Regions from separate parts of the Arachis hypogaea genome. Here region 1 is linked to region 2. The links are chromatin contacts, called in public Hi-C maps. All regions are on one chromosome and are shown on one strand. The core of a region is the stretch at or near the end of the contact, and the rest is flanking DNA. Distances in the headings are between cores, read along the strand shown. Region 1 holds the start of LOC112733348. Region 2 holds the start of LOC112733343 (nuclear transcription factor Y subunit A-7).

What was found. Hi-C and Micro-C count contacts between places; a contact is called where the count stands out from the background.
Region 1: a contact with region 2 is called in a Hi-C map of leaf, with 4 times the contacts expected there. The contact joins the promoter of LOC112733348 here to the promoter of LOC112733343 in region 2. A contact is called at or near these places in 2 of 8 Hi-C or Micro-C datasets (both in leaf).

Annotation. Positions count from the first base shown.
Region 1 is chr13:129,000,584-129,005,193 of arahy.Tifrunner.gnm2.J5K5, reverse strand. LOC112733348 reads right to left here and starts at 1,624. Exons shown (of 1, transcript XM_025782276.3): 1 at 24-1,624. The coding sequence starts at 655. The coding sequence ends at 233. It overlaps LOC112733347 (bifunctional riboflavin biosynthesis protein RIBA 1, chloroplastic), which reads right to left. Exons shown (of 7, transcript XM_025782274.3): 5 at 4,445-4,574; 6 at 3,581-3,877; 7 at 2,817-3,368. The coding sequence ends at 3,105.
Region 2 is chr13:128,818,152-128,822,665 of arahy.Tifrunner.gnm2.J5K5, reverse strand. It overlaps LOC112733343 (nuclear transcription factor Y subunit A-7), which reads left to right and starts at 2,801. Exons shown (of 6, transcript XM_025782269.2): 1 at 2,801-3,050; 2 at 3,886-3,942. The coding sequence starts at 3,918.

The DNA of each region.
Region 1 (4,610 bases), core at 375-2,874, 180 kb before region 2:
TTGCAAAAGGAAATCAATGGGAATGGTAACAATAATAAAAGTGTATCATTCATCAGAGTAAGTAGAAATGTAGAATACACAAAAATAATCAAATTAATGAATAGTCTCACACCGCCGAAAAGAGCAGCCAAAAAAATGAAGTACAAAGAGTCCACCATACAGGTAAATTTTCATGGTACTAAATAATGAATAATATGAAAATTAATAAATATAACTCTCCGTGCAAATCGCTCTACATCAATAACGCCCCAGCTACAACTATGGCTGCAGCAAATCCAGCGGCGGTGAATCTGTTCAATTCGGCGGCGCCACTTCCAGGGTTTCCAGAAGGACTAGGAGCTTCAGATGGAGAATCGGAGATGGATGAGGGAGTGATATCGGAAGGAGAGCTGGACGGCGAGCCAGAGGGAGACGGAGAAGGAGATGGAGGAGAGCTGATACCGGCAGAGGGCGAAGGAGATGGGCCGCCTCCGATGGGAGAAGGAGGAGATGACAGCGGAGAATTTGCAGAAGGAGAAACTGATGGAACCGGCAAAGTCTTCCTCGGAGAAGGTGCTACAGGCGTCTTAGTGGGAGAAGATGCCGGAGATTGAGCCACGACGGAGCTAACTAACAATGCAGCTACTAGCATTAACGCAGCCATGGAGGTTGCCATCGTAGAATGAGAGATTCTAGAGAGAGCTATTGCGCAACAGATTTTAGAGTAAGAAAGAGAGACTTCAATTGAATAGAGAGTTTTAGTAGTGGAATGTGATAGTGGTGAAGTTCAAGAAAGGGTTTGAGGGCTATTTATAGAAGCTTAAGTGTGTAACCGCGTAGTGGGGACGCGGTGCGTGGTGCATCATCATTTGTGAGCCGTTGATTCGTTTGGTTGATGATCAAGGGTGAATCAAACGGTAGAGTTGCCTTAGCTTGATGCTTGAAGCGTAGCACACGACACGCGGAGTAGTGTGAAAGCTGAGAGAGCAAGCTGGTACAGCTGTCTTTGAATCTGGACCCTACGTGTGGTCAGAATGTTCACGAATTCTGAACCGTTGGATGGATTCTAGTTAAAGAAAGTCGTAACGGTCGAAAGTAGATATAGAAAATTAATTAAAATGAAGAATAATAAAGATGGGGAGATTGAAATATTTTCTAGGTGATGCGAATGCGAATTTTGATTATTTATTTATTTATTTAGTTTCGGCGACACATACGGAGTGGCTACGGAATTGTTGGTCTCACGAAACGTAGAGAGGGTCAGAGGGACCACGTCGTTTCATAAAGTGAAATGTCTCTATTTCTGCTAGCCGTTGAACGGAAACTTATCATTAAATAAATGTAGGAAAAGATAAATTGAACTGCGGAAAAGCAAAAGACAATTACTTGAATAATTGAATTTTTGTTAATTGAAAGAAAAGAAAAGAGATTTGACAGTTTAAAACTTTAAATTTTCAAATGTACACTCCGTTATTTGTTGAGGGAACTAGTTCTGTCTTCTGTGTTTGTTAGCTCAGTGTTTCAGATTTGCCCTTACATGACACTTAATGTTGTCTTGCATATAAATATTTTCTTTTATTTTAGTGCCAAAAGTTGCAGGCCAGGCCTGCAGTAAAATGTTTATTTAGAAGTATATGCTAGGTTGGTCCCCGTTGGTGAAATCATACACTGGCTCACAGCACAGCGTGAGGAGAGCCTATGATATACTTTTTTTTTTTTTTTTTTTGAAATAGAGAAAGCTCAATACATTAAGGTGGAGTAAAACAAACAAACATAAAAACATAAACGCTATAGACAAAGCAACCAATCTCCTTATACACCTTCGACTCAGCTAACAACTCCCGAAGCCATCACAGCCATACCACTCTTTGTAACTCAACACCGTCTTTGTTTGAATGGAGTCAATACTTGCCCGTGCATTTTTGAAAATTTTGGCATTACGTTCCAACCAGATGTTCCAGATCACTGCAAAGAACGCCACCATTCACAGCTTCTGTCCTTGTCTTCTGCCGTGCATGCCAATCCAACTCCCAAAAAGATCTTTCATGGTTTCAGGGATAACCCAAACACTACTAAAGGATCGCAACCAGTAGCACCACACCTACCATGTTACCTCACACCGAAGAAATAGATGCTCAACATTTTCTACCCCCTTGTGGCACAGCAAATATTATCACTATGAATATGAACTCCTAATCTAGTCAATTGCTCCTTAGTATTAATTCGACCAACTAGCACAAACCATTCAAACAGTTCAATTCTTGGGGGTACCAAGCCTTTCCATAGTGCACTGGTGAAACTATAGCTCGTGATCTCCTCTGACAACGTTTGGATTACCTGCAAAAAGGACTTCGTGGAAAAGACACTTGTGTTATCAAATTTCCATATCACAGTATCCTCATTTTCAGGTGACATCCTCACTGGCCTTAGTCGCTCATGCAGTTGATGTACCAGTTCTAACTCCCATTGGTATACTATTTAGTATTTATTCAAAATGATGCTATCCAACCTGGTTCCTTGCCAAAACGAAACATAAAACATTATCAAATAATTTTCTCTTCCTCCATCTCTTTTCTATTTTTCCAATTTGTCAAGCATTGTGAAAACATATTTTTCTTGGAGCCAAAAAATTTCAATTTAACATATCTTCATATAGAGGACTTTTGGCCAATTATACAGAAAACTTATTTATACCCAACATCTAAATATTTTTCAGCTTTAAAAAAATTAACTAATAAGTGAGAGGTGTTCAATATAAAATATTAACAGAACCAATAATATTAATCAATTTTTTTTTCTTAATTGTAACTCGACAACTTTATACGTCATGTTAAGTATTTTGCCAAACATTAAAAACCTCTATATATAACCACAAAGGCAAAATTGTCCAAGCAATGCCTAAATCTATTATACATGCTACATGGTACTATACTTTAGCAAAAACTGTTTGAGCAAACCTAATACAGTAGAGAACACCCAAGGAAAAAATCAACCAACTAGCTGGAAAAATTTGAATCAGAGATAGATTCATGATTCCAGTGATCTATCTCTCTTTAGGTCCATCTGCAAAAACACACATTTACACTCTCCTCTTCCACTTGTGCAGCTGGCAGGGAAAAAGAGGGCTATTGGCTAGTTGCACCCTTAGAATCATCAACACCGGGTTTACCATTGCCCCTGTCTGGATTCAGTTCGCTGTTGGATTTAAGTCCATAAACATGACCCATTTTCACACGCTTTGTCTCCAAATATCTCCTGTTTTCCTTTGTAATAAGTGCTACCAAAGGAATCCTTCCAGAAATTGTCAAACCATAACCTTTGAGCCCAACATATTTTGCTGGATTGTTTGTCATCAGCTTCATTGAACGAACACCCAAGTCCCTCAGTATCTGCAAGCACATTCTCAGATTATTTTAATCAATTCAATGAAGTAAAAACATCTGAAACTCTATGTTGCTCAGGATAATAATAGGATGAATAGCTGCTGCTGACCTTGAAATATTGTAATTCTTTTTTAAAATCGCAATGAATTTAAACGTGTAAAATGCTAAGTGTTTAAGACATTCAATATTCCAATCATTCGGTAATCTACTAAATCTACCTGTGCACCAATTCCATACTCTCTTGAGTCAACAGGCAATCCCAACTCTTCGTTGGCTTCTACGGTGTCCCGTCCATCATCCTGCAAGTTATAAGCGCGAAGCTTATGACCCAATCCAATCCCCCTTCCCTCGTGTCCACGAAGATACACCAATACACCTCTACCAGCAGCCTCAATCTGCTGCATTGCAATAGCAAGCTGGCTCCCACAGTCACATCTTGCAGATCCAAATATATCTCCCGTAAGACACTCTGAATGTACTCTCACGAGAACATCTTGTCCATCTCCAATGTCACCCTGTAAAACAGTGAAGATAATAAAATGGCTAAAACAAAACCATTGAATCAAGCTAAAATCTAGCATGATAGATTTCAAGAATTCTAGTAAATCTTTGGATTAGTTTGAATTGGCTTTTGAAAAAGTACTTATTTTTTTATCAATCTTTTTTTAAGAGACAAATTATTTCACATCTAGATAGGTTTTTTAAAAAGAGTTTTTAAAATTTAAATATTAAATTTTTTATCAATTTGTTTTTGCTTTTTTATTTTTAATAAAAGTACTTCTTGTAAAAGACATCCAAATAAATTTTAAATTGAATAAAAGTACTTTATTTTTTAAGAAAAATACTTTGTCATGCATCAAAAATATATATTTTTTTTATCTTTGTTAGGTTTTGACAACATCAAAATGTCACGAAGTTTTTTAATGAAAATTTTATGACATTAGAGTCACTCTGTAGAATTTCATGTCGTATTAGCCAAGAACATTAGTTATTTGGGACTTTAGGACATTTTCAAGATCTAAAGTATGCTTTGCATGCTCACATTTTCTGTTTAGTAATTAGTACATCTATATATAACTTACCTTAACCATTGCAATATGCTCCACGCCATCTATAAGTGATCTATAACAGCAAGCATTAAATGGTCCCCACATTGTTGGTATAACAGCAGCACCAGCATGTTCTATTAGTTTATCTCTTTTCCTTCTATATCTGCCAGACAAATTAGTATTAATATTCTGACGGTGT
Region 2 (4,514 bases), core at 1,552-4,051:
TCACCTCTGCATGTACTATACTCTGCATCCTTCCAACATTCACCTGCAGATTCCCGTGGGGAGCATACTCTCCTTTGGCTTCTGGCAAGTTATGTAATTGAGAATGATTAGAGGCCATCGACTTTTGTCAACCTTCCCCACAGACGGTCCCAATATTCGCGAGTTACCAATGTCAATAATTGTAAGGAGGGGGAAAGTGTTTTGATGGAATCCTTGAGTCTCCGATCCAACTAATGTATGAAAGCGAGGAGTGACCTGCAAAAATACTCTAACGGTCAAGTTAGATAGTATCTTTTAAGTAGGTTCAGGCTTTAATGTTTTTCATACCTGATGGGATCTGTTGGGTTCCCTATTTATAACGAAACTTGAATAACTTAGCTGATTTCAGATTGCTAGAGTTAGTTAAAGATGGAAAGAACATTTCAAATCTTAAATTTTGAAATGTCATTAAGTTGAACCGGGCTTATGATATGTATTAAGGAGGGCAATTTCATCATTTTGAGACAAGGTGCAGACTCCTGAACACGTATCCGCTTATCTCAATCCGTTTTGGATTTTGGTAAGTGAACTTCCTCGTTAGTCATTGGGCCTTGACCTGCATGTTTGGTCTAATGGTGTTTTGATTCCCATGATGGTTTGCCGAGTCTAGAATAATAATTAAAATGAAGAGTGAAACCTCACCCCGACCCCTAATAATTTCATGAAATCCTTTTTCGTTAGGGGTGTACATAGATCGAGTTTGTCTTGACCCGAACCCAACCCTAAATAATGACCGGGTCTATTTTTTAGACTCTTACTCGATCCTAAACCTGATGAAATCATACTACTTTCGGGTCACACTAAAACCGGGTCTAAATCGGTGAAGTTCGGACCTTGATAAACTTTATGTCAAAAAATTATGATGCATTTATTTATAAAAAAGAAAAAAATATACTTGTTATCGAGAAGTTGATATCCATATTTGAACTTGAATTTTTCTATAAATTCTAATTTCGTACTTCTTTGATCTATTTTCTAATTCAACTAAGTGTGATTAAAAATAAAACAATAAGCTTTTAATTAATATAACATAATATTGGAATTAATTTAAATCATATATACCTTTTTTAGTCCCTTAAGGTGCACATGGGGCCGGGTGAAGCCGGGTTTGCCTTGATTCGGACCCAACCCTAAATAATGACGGAGTCTATTTTTGAGACCCTTATCTGGACCCAATGAAATCACACTGAATTAGCCCCTAAAGTATTCGGGTCCGAGCCGGGCTGAGCCATGTACACCCCTACTTTTCGCCCCTTAATGAAAGCATAATCCCATCGCGACCTTTGACGATTAACTCTGTGAGACTTACTGTCCCCTCCATTAATGTCTCCATCTAGAGTTAACAGATCTTGTCCACATGGACCGTTAAGTCAAAAATTTAATGGACAAATTGTCCTTTCTTCTTTTCTTTTCTCCTCTCCTCCTCTATGCGAACCAGAACACCACCAGGCTAACTCTCCTCTCTCCTTCTCCTCAACATCATTTTTGGCCACTATCATCACCAACATCCACCACCATTCTCTGTTCTCGTTGCACCAACTCACTGTCACCTTCTTCTTCTTTTTCGCTGCACTAACCCATTGCCACCTCCTTTCAATTGAGTAATTTTATCTGTTTAAATATTTGAATTTGGTTTGGGATATGATCTTATGAGTTGTCCTTTTCTAGATTTTGATGAATGAGTATAGATATTTACTTAAAGTGTCGATTTTTATGTGAAAGAGTGAGTTGGTGATTATGGGGTGCATCGGTATGAAACCAAATAGAGACAAAGTTCTCTGTTTGGAATGCAGACTTGGAATTTAGTATGAAACTAAATAAAGACAGGGACAATCTAATGAGAGAGGGATTGTGAGAATAAGGAGAAGAAAAAAGGGAGAGAGGGTAATCGTGGCGGCACGGGATTGTCAATAGTGAATAGAGAAGTAGGGAGAGAGATATGGGTTTGTGATTTTGGTTCGATCAAAAAGAAGAAGAATGATGGCAGTGGAGTGGTGTAGCGAAAATAGAGAATAGTGGTGGATGTTGGTGATGATGGTAGCCAAAAATGGTGGAGAGAAAAAAAAAAAGAGTGCAGAGCATGGTGGTAGATGTTAGTGATGATTAGGGGTCAGGTTGTCATTATACTATTGTTGATAGAAACTTTGACAGAAGAGGCAGAATGTCTGATGAAAATAATGAATAGGAGTCGCGATAGGATTATACTTTCGTTTAAGGGGCGAAAAAAATTTGTAAAATTGTTAGAGATCGAAGTGAAATTTTACTCTAAAATTAATTTTAATATATGAATAATATAAATGAATTTTATATGTACATATAATTATATATTATTCTGTTAGCTAAAATAACTATTTTTAAAAATTAACGCGTGAATAATTATCTAAACGAACAGATATAATTGAATGACAGTCCCTATATCAAAATTAAAGTGTATAATTAAATTAAATGTTGTGCGTACCTAATTAAAGTATCATCATAACCTAATTAGTAAGAGAACAACTAGGGAATCAAAATATCAGCCAAAAATCAGTCAAAATGTGTTTGGGTTTTATGAAAAATTGGATTTTAGTTTGTGCTCCGTGATCTCAGAAACGATTTTTAAATATATTATTCAAAAAGTGATTTTAATTAAACGGTTTTCTTTACTTGTTGGCTGGTCACATTTTGTCTCCATATACTTTTCCAATTAGTAATGATTCGGTAGAGTCATTAGCGAAGAAACGTGGAGACATCTCTGTTTTGCCACGTCAGCAAACCATTTGGCAACCACACATTTTGTGAAAGAAAAGAAAAAGGAAGGAAAAGGAGAAAGGGGAGAGAAGAAATTGGTGGTTGTTGTGGATAGGTAGGGGCCCCAGGTTAGTGCAGCGAAGTGCAGTGCGTATGTTTTTGTGTGAAAGCGCACACATACTCTCTGCTGCTACCGCAACACCAACACCATAAACTACATTCCTTCCTCCTTTCTCTCTCTTTCTCAATCAACTTCAATTATTCACTCTCCTTCACTCCAGGTTTTGTTCCTCCTCATTTCTCTTATTGTCTTCTTATTATTATGTTTTTAATTTTGGTTATTTCCTTTACCTGTTCGTTCTTTTTTTTACTTTCTTGTGCATGCTAATCGGACGGGTAGACTAGAGGGAAATTCATGCACTAATTGGATTATTATTGGTTGGTTGGTTGGTTGGTTATGTTATCCTTTCTTGCTTGCTTTCTATCGTTGAATGAATGATCTTCTGGATATGGAGTAAGACACCAGCTGTGATTTTTGTTACCGGTCTTACACTCTTACCTGCAAATTTAAAATTTCTGTTTGACCTGACCTCTTCTTGTTTCAACTTGTGTACAGAACCTTAGGGTATCCAGTTGTCCTGTTCTCTCTGTTTCTTGTTTTGAATTGGGGTTTTAGAATTGTGTCCTGATTCATCATTATTAGGGTCAAACTTATCATTAGCAAGAATGTCCACTTGATGTTAATATGTAGCTGAACCTGCCACTAAAATACTCTGGAATTGAAGCATTTTCCTCTTCCTTGTTGTGTTTACGAAATGTGGATGGATTTGTATTAAACATGTTGGAATCAGCTTTCTCGACTCTCTTGATTTTGAAATTGATCAAGAGTCAAGAGATTGATTGATCCATGACAATAAATTGGATGTTTTACTATCTTTGACTCCCTTTCAAAAATTTCTCAAGATATATGGTAACTTGTAATGTCTCATTTAGATTTTATTTAATTTTTATGTTTAGGGTTTAGGATTTTATTTCAAGCACCTGTGGTTTTTGTTTGTATGGGATGTAGCTGCAATAAGCCTGAATTTGGTTAACAATGACTGTTCTTTTTTCCAGATTTGGGCACGTTTGAGGGTGATTAGGAAATCATGACCTCTGCTAATGACATCACTGGTATTACATATGTATATTCTTTGATTCATATTATTATTTTATTGTTCCTTTTTCATTCATAATAATAAGTAGATTGCATTCTTGTCCCAAGTTTTAGTTAACAAAAAATGAAAAAAGAAAAAAAAAAATTTCTTGCTATTTCTTGAGTCTGCTCTAATGGAGTTGATAGAGGAAAATTTTCCTGTTCGACAGAAATGGGTAAACTTGGTGGTCGGAAAGATGCATAACTGCTGTTGTGAATGCTATAGAGACTGCTTTAGTGTTGTTTTTTTGTATAATCAAAGTATTATATTTCTTAATACCAAGAAATGGTCGAAGGTACAGGATGTGGTTTGGTAATAACATATTTTCAGATGGTATGGGATGAAAATATCAGTATGCACTTGGGGTTGTCTCTTTGTGGACATCCAATAGAATCATTTGTGTTAATAAAAATGTAACTGGTAAAAGATTAGGAACCAACTTTCTTTTCAGCCAACAATTAGCCATCATTCCTCTTTTCTTTTAAATTTCCCTTTTCCTCCTTTTAATCTTTTCTTATTCATTATTTTGTTGGTTCATTGTTGGCTGAA